2 separate regions of the Mus musculus genome follow, and region 1 is linked to region 2. A link is a contact called in public HiChIP or PLAC-seq data. All regions are on one chromosome and are shown on one strand. Each heading gives the region's core, a stretch centred on a gene start, on an enhancer-like site or on the middle of the called end of the contact. The rest is flanking DNA. Distances are from core to core; before and after follow the strand shown.

The links. HiChIP or PLAC-seq counts read pairs in DNA pulled down with a chosen protein or histone mark.
Region 1: a FOXA1 HiChIP or PLAC-seq map of pancreatic cancer cells shows a contact between it and region 2. The contact joins two enhancer-like sites. A contact is called at or near these places in 2 of 39 promoter capture datasets (the SN4741 cell line and hippocampal neurons), 1 of 484 Hi-C or Micro-C datasets (granulosa cells), 6 of 115 datasets of contacts at active chromatin or transcription factors (acute myeloid leukemia, bone marrow-derived macrophages, embryonic limb bud and 3 more) and 1 of 9 other capture datasets (embryonic stem cells).

What each region holds. Positions count from the first base shown.
Region 1 is chr3:27,885,120-27,888,178 of GRCm38.p6, reverse strand. It overlaps Tmem212 (transmembrane protein 212), which reads left to right. Exons shown (of 4, transcript NM_001164437.1): 2 at 1,672-1,731. Among named protein-coding and RNA genes, the nearest start is that of Tmem212, 9.7 kb to the left of the region's middle. Within about 2 kb of position 1,453, at least 64 of the 459 cell types and tissues checked have an H3K27ac peak or open chromatin away from gene starts, as enhancers often do. A contact at or near this core is called in pancreatic cancer cells, where this site is marked.
Region 2 is chr3:27,688,889-27,691,732 of GRCm38.p6, reverse strand. The region is part of intron 1 of Fndc3b (fibronectin type III domain containing 3B); the gene reads left to right. Among named protein-coding and RNA genes, the nearest start is that of Fndc3b, 20 kb to the left of the region's middle. Within about 2 kb of position 1,437, at least 186 of the 459 cell types and tissues checked have an H3K27ac peak or open chromatin away from gene starts, as enhancers often do. A contact at or near this core is called in pancreatic cancer cells, where this site is marked.

The sequences.
Region 1 (3,059 bases), core at 204-2,703, 200 kb before region 2:
AGTCTCAATAACCTCAAACAGCTCCATCTTCAGACCTCGTGATGAATCCAAGATGAGCTCAGAGATTCTTTTTCCATTATCTACTGCAAAGTTCTGGATACACCATTCCCTCTTTCATTAACCATTTCTTGTTCTGCACTTTGAGTATTTTTCTTTGAATGGGAACTATAGAGAAAATGCCTTCATACAAGAGGATGGCACTGCACCCAGAGCTCTAAATGCCTTGCCATTCTAATGACTGTCTTTATTATTTAGGAAACTGAGGTCGTGTGTCTGCACCCCATTGGTAGTTAAAGGCAGAACAATTAAAAAAAAAAGCAAGCTGCAAAAGATCAGACCATGGCTAGGAATGATTTCTGGGCTTGAGGACAGATCTCCATTCCAGTTTGTCCTGTTTGCAGCTTTATAAATTTGTTGGAAAGATGTAAACATGTCTCAGTGAGCAAAGATGTTTGTAGCTAAGCCTGAGTCTGAATTCAGTCCCCAAGGCCCCACATGGTAAGAAACAGCCAATGCTATCAATTTATCTGACCTACACCACACACACACACACACACACACACACACACACACACACACACACACACACAGAGAGAGAGAGAGAGAGAGAGAGAGAGAGAGAGAGAGAGAGAGAGATTAAAGATACATAAAATTATATAGATAGATGTAGATAGGATATAGATATAATTTTATGTTCATCCCTGATTTTTTATCTGGACTTCAAAATTCATGCTTTGGTGTATGTAAACACGCATACCACACACACACACACACACACACACACACACACACACACACACACTCACACTCACACTTTTCTGTTGCTGTGATAAAAAAAAATATAGCATAACCAAAAGCAACTTAAGAGTTTTTTTCTGCCGGGCAGTGGTGGCGCATGCCCTTGATCCCAGCACTTGGGAGGCAGAGGCAGGCGGGTTTCTGAGTTCGAGGCCAGCCTGGTCTACAGAGTGAGTTCCAGGACAGCCAGGGCTACACAGAGAAACCCTGTCTCGGAAAAACAAAAAACAAAAAAACAAAAAACAAACAAACAAGAGTTTTTTTCTGGCTATGGCTCCAGAAGGTTCAAGTCTATGATGGCAGGAAAGGAGGCAGATGGTTCTTTATATTTCTACCTTCACACAGGAAGCAGCAAGCAGAGGGAGCAAGCAGGAAGTGGGGAAGACTACAACACAGCAGAGCCTATCCTCCACTTTAACATACAACCTCCTCAAGGCTCCAGGTCCTAAAGATTCCATGCTCTTCCCAAGCATCACCACCAACTTGGAACCAAGTGTTCAGATGCTTGAGCCTACACGGCCATTTCTCATTCAAACCAGCACGCAAAGCCTAGGGCGAGATCTATGAAGCCAAGATTTAACTGTCGTGACCTAACAGGAGCGGAGGTGGTGCCAGTGACGGCAAAGTCAACAGAGAGAATGGAAAATAAGTTGGTGTGACTCATGTCCTGATGACTCTAATGGCTGCTTTTCCTCCCTGTCAACACAGCTCCTTTCACAGATGAAGAGGGGACCAGAGCCGTAAATCCATTTCCCCCTTTGCCCTGCCTTCCAGCTTGTGATAAAGCTGTCAAGCTGTGAGACAGATAGAACTCTTAGCAGAGGTCCCTTCGATTGTGGATGTTATTTTTTTTTTCCAATTTTCTTTTCACAGGCTGTCACAGCTGGATCACTTGTGCTGCTGGCTCACAGAGAGTGGACCCAGAGACACTTGGTAAATACAAAATGTCTGCAGGGATGGTTCAGTAGATTTGACACTGTGTGTGTGTGTGTGTGTGTGTGTGTGTGTGTGTGTGTGTGTGTGTGTGTGTGTGTCATGGATCTCAAGCCTGGGTCTCATGGATCTCAGCTTGTCCTTGAACTTAGTATATAGCTGATCACAACCTCAAATTTCTAATTTTCCTTTCTCTACCTCCCAAGTACTAGGATTACAGGTGTATACCACCTTACTCAATTCTGTAAACTATGTTTAAAATGTATAATATTTTTTTCATTGAGTTCTTACTCCAAATAGTTTCTCTAAGTTCATGAATATTGTTTGGTGTCGTGTCCATACTCATGAATTTAATCATGTTGTAGTAATGAAGTATAGGTGCTGCTGCTTTCAATATTCCATGTGCCCATGAATACTTCATGTTCCCACATGTGCGTGAGTGCATGTGTGCATGTGTGCATGTGTGTGTGTGTGTGTGTGCACGCGCTATGGAGTGCATAGGCAAACCCTTTACCCACTGAACTACACCTCCAGTCTCAATGCAGTTCACATCTCAACTCTGAGGTCTCCTTCCCAGCCCTCACAGACTGGGAAAAGATGAAAGGTCCGAGCGATCCTGTTTCTAATAGTGCTGAGCTGGCTTTTTCCAAGCTACAGAAAGAGCACAGCATCTGACCTTAGGCCTGTTTTCCATAGCAAAGGCTGAAGATGGGAGGTCAGCTCCGGCTGCCATGGATTGATTGAGAAGGTCTGGACAAGGTGAAAGGCAACCTTTCTGAGAGACTCCTAACCTTGTACGATGCTAACCAACCAGAGATGATATTCTGAGTAGCAAGTCCTAGAGAAGGGACTGGTTCCACTCATTTTGGTTTTCCTAACCTGAACTGGCACTTTGCATCAGATAGGAAATAAAACGTGACTGAATTGATTTCATTTTAGCTCAGGTTGGCAGATGATGTCCTCCTGCAGCATAGATTGGCAGCAAGGGAAACAGGACCTGAAAGGAAGGCTGAGAGGACAAGGGATAGAGGTCACAGGTAGTATGGGTCTGGCATTCAGGAGGCCCGGAGCTTTACATTTTAAACGGCGGTACTGGGATGGGGGTAGGGTGGGATAATCCAGCGTGGCACTTGGGAGGTAGAAGCAGGAAAGATCAAGAGTTCAAAGCCAACCTTAGCAACATAGAAAACATTGCCTGGACTTCAGGAGACCCTGTCTTGAAAGTAGAAAAAAGAAGTGAAAGCTGTGTGCATGTATCTCTCTGCCACATAGAGGGAATTAATGACCATCACTCTTTCTCCAGGTAACAGTTCGTTTCTGCTTGTTTT
Region 2 (2,844 bases), core at 188-2,687:
GTATGGTCCATGTCATATGTTTGTTTGCCTGTTAGGAGGAAGATGACGTGACCAGATGAGTCACATGGGCTGGGGCAGGACCTGAAGTTTAGGATCTGCAGTCTGCTCAGGGTGGTGCTTGAGTGTGACAGGGCGGTGGCCAGGAAGGGACAGACTTCTGATTCCTCTTCCCATTAGTTTCCCACTAAAGATCTAGATCCACTGAAGGCAGGTACCGTGTGTTTCTTGCTCTCTTGTACATAGTGTCTGGCAAACAATGATGCTCAGTTAGTGTTTATTGAATGAGTGACTTAATGACAGAGGGAGACATCTGTTGTGACATAGGGATGCCATGTGTTTGAACCAGTAGGACATTTCTGTTAGATTTTTTCACTTGAAAGCAATGTTCTAATTCTATTTTCTTGGAACTATAGGAAAATTTTGACTAAAGACAGCAAGCAACTGTGCTCCCTGAACTTGTGTGCAGATAGATAGAAAGAATGAGAGTGTTTAGGCAAGGTTTATTGTGTTTGCAGATAATAAATACTCACACCACATAGCTTACGCAAAAGAGCTTTACTTACTGGAGGGTAATGTGGGCCGTGGGAGCCCAGGCTGTATTCCTCCTTCCCCTCCCCCACCCCTTCTTCCTATTCTTCTTTGACACTTGTCTTCTACAATTAGAATGTATACTGTGTGGACACTGGATGCTTCTGAACTTTTAACTTTAATTTATATCAGGTGTTTCTGGAGACAGGGTTTTATGTAGCCCAGGCTGGCCTTGAACTTACTGTGTAGCCGGGGATGGCCTTGGACTTCTGATCCTTTATGCTAGGTGTATAGCATATACACCATGTCTGTCTGATAGGCTGCAGGTTCGAACCCAGGGCTTCATGCATGCCGGGCAAGCACTTTGCCAGCTGAGCTGTAGCTGTATCAGTTTTGATGCTTTCCTTCCAAAATGGCCTGGTTTGCATATCATTTTGAAGCCTGCCGTTTGCATTATTGTGTGCGTGTGACCGTGGATGCTCGCGTGCTATATATAACACTCACGTGGAAGCCATGGGAAGACTTTTGGGAGTTGGTTCTGTCCTGGAGCATGTGGGTTCTGGGGACTGAGCCTGGTGAGCCAGTCCTGCCGACCCTTTAGGACTATATTAATAGAGGATGTTAGGGGGCGGGGTATGATGCTTATTGTCTCGTGGCTACGGTCAAGTGGATTCTCCTGGCTTTGTCGTTTGCCACCTGTGTGAGAGGACATCATAAAGGACTGACTGACGTTCAGACAGACACTGGTGGCCAGCGGTTTCCTTTCCCTTCATTTCTTTTTTGAAACAGTGCAGTAAGACAGCAGTGGGCTGAGTTCTTCCGTTAAGTCATCCCCGGATTGTACCAGTCCATTAGCTGCTTTGTGCAGCGGACAGGAAATGGTTCTATTTGTACAAGTTGCACAATCTTAACGAAGTCAGGGCAGAGAGCCAAGGGGACCTCTGCTGTTTCTGCAGTGTTAACCTTTCAGTTCCACACAGGAACACATACAGGTTACTGGGGATGTGTGTTAGAGTGTGACTGTGTTGGTGTGGTCACCTGCCTGGCGGTACTGAGAAATGTACCGTGTGACTCATGGGGGTCTTGGTTCTTAATGGCTTCCCACACAGGCTGTGGAGATGGCCTGATGCTGGTGCCTGCCAGCCTGGCCCTGAAGGGTCCAGTTCCCATTCTGCCCTTTCCCAGGCCGTCTTGTAGACTGGTGACAGAGTGACCACTTTCCTTTTCTAGGGCTGGCAAGTGGCTTCCTTTGTGCCCATACCTGCCTCCTATACCCCAGCTGCCAGCTACTCTTCTCCTCTTTGAAAGTGGCATTTCCTTTTTGTCCCCAGTGTTTCTAGGCAGAATCTGGTAATTTTAGTAAAGCTGATTTTATATATATAATATTTTAATGTACTTTATGACCCAGGCCGGATCTCGAGTAGCTCAGGCTGGCCTCAGCTTGACTTGGCTGTGTGCCTGAGGCTGGCCTTGAACTCCCGGTCCTCTTGCCAAGGTCCTCCACATGCTGTGATCAGAGGCATCTGCCACCAGGCCCTGCTTCGTGATTCAGTCTTAGTGTGCTCATCACTTCCTCCCTCCCGCTCTCCCTCCCCCCTTCCTCTTTTTCCTTCCGTTTTGATTTCTAATGGTTCTTCCCCAGCCCATATACCATGGTGAGGATGCAATCCTAAGTGATTGAAGGACAAAAGTCAGCATGTGAGAGGGACTGGAGAGCAGAGTGATGGGAGGCAGAGGCAGGGATTGCCTTCCTGGGCCTCTCACCCTAGACAGAAGTTGCTGTGGACCTCTGCTGAAGAAGCCGGCCTGTTCCTCTCCCCTGAGGGGTTAAGATTTCTCCATCTGTGGAGCCACCCGCATTTTTATTTATGTATATGTGTCATAGCTGTCTTCCTTATTTGTGAAATATTTGTTTATTATATACTTTTTGTTTTGTGAGTCACGGTTTCTTGTTGCCCAGGCTAGCAGTGTTGCTGCAGCTGGCCTTGAACTCCCAGTCCTCGGCCTCTAACTTTCAAAAGCTGTGATTGTAGGCTTGAGCTATAACACGCCGCTTTTTAATGAATGCTTTTTGAAGGGTGTTTTATTTTTGTGTGTCTTTTCCTCAGTTTTCTTCAATTATTTTCTAGCTCCTTAAAATAACACAGCATTCCCAGTCTTTGCTGCTGTCATTTGACATTTATATCTCTTTGGGAGCCCCTGCCCTTTGCTTTTAATTATTTTTACTGTGTGTGTGTGTGTGTGTGTGTGTGTGTGTGTGTGTGTGTGTGTGTAACATAGCTTGCTTGGGAAGACCAGAGGACAACTGTGGATCTC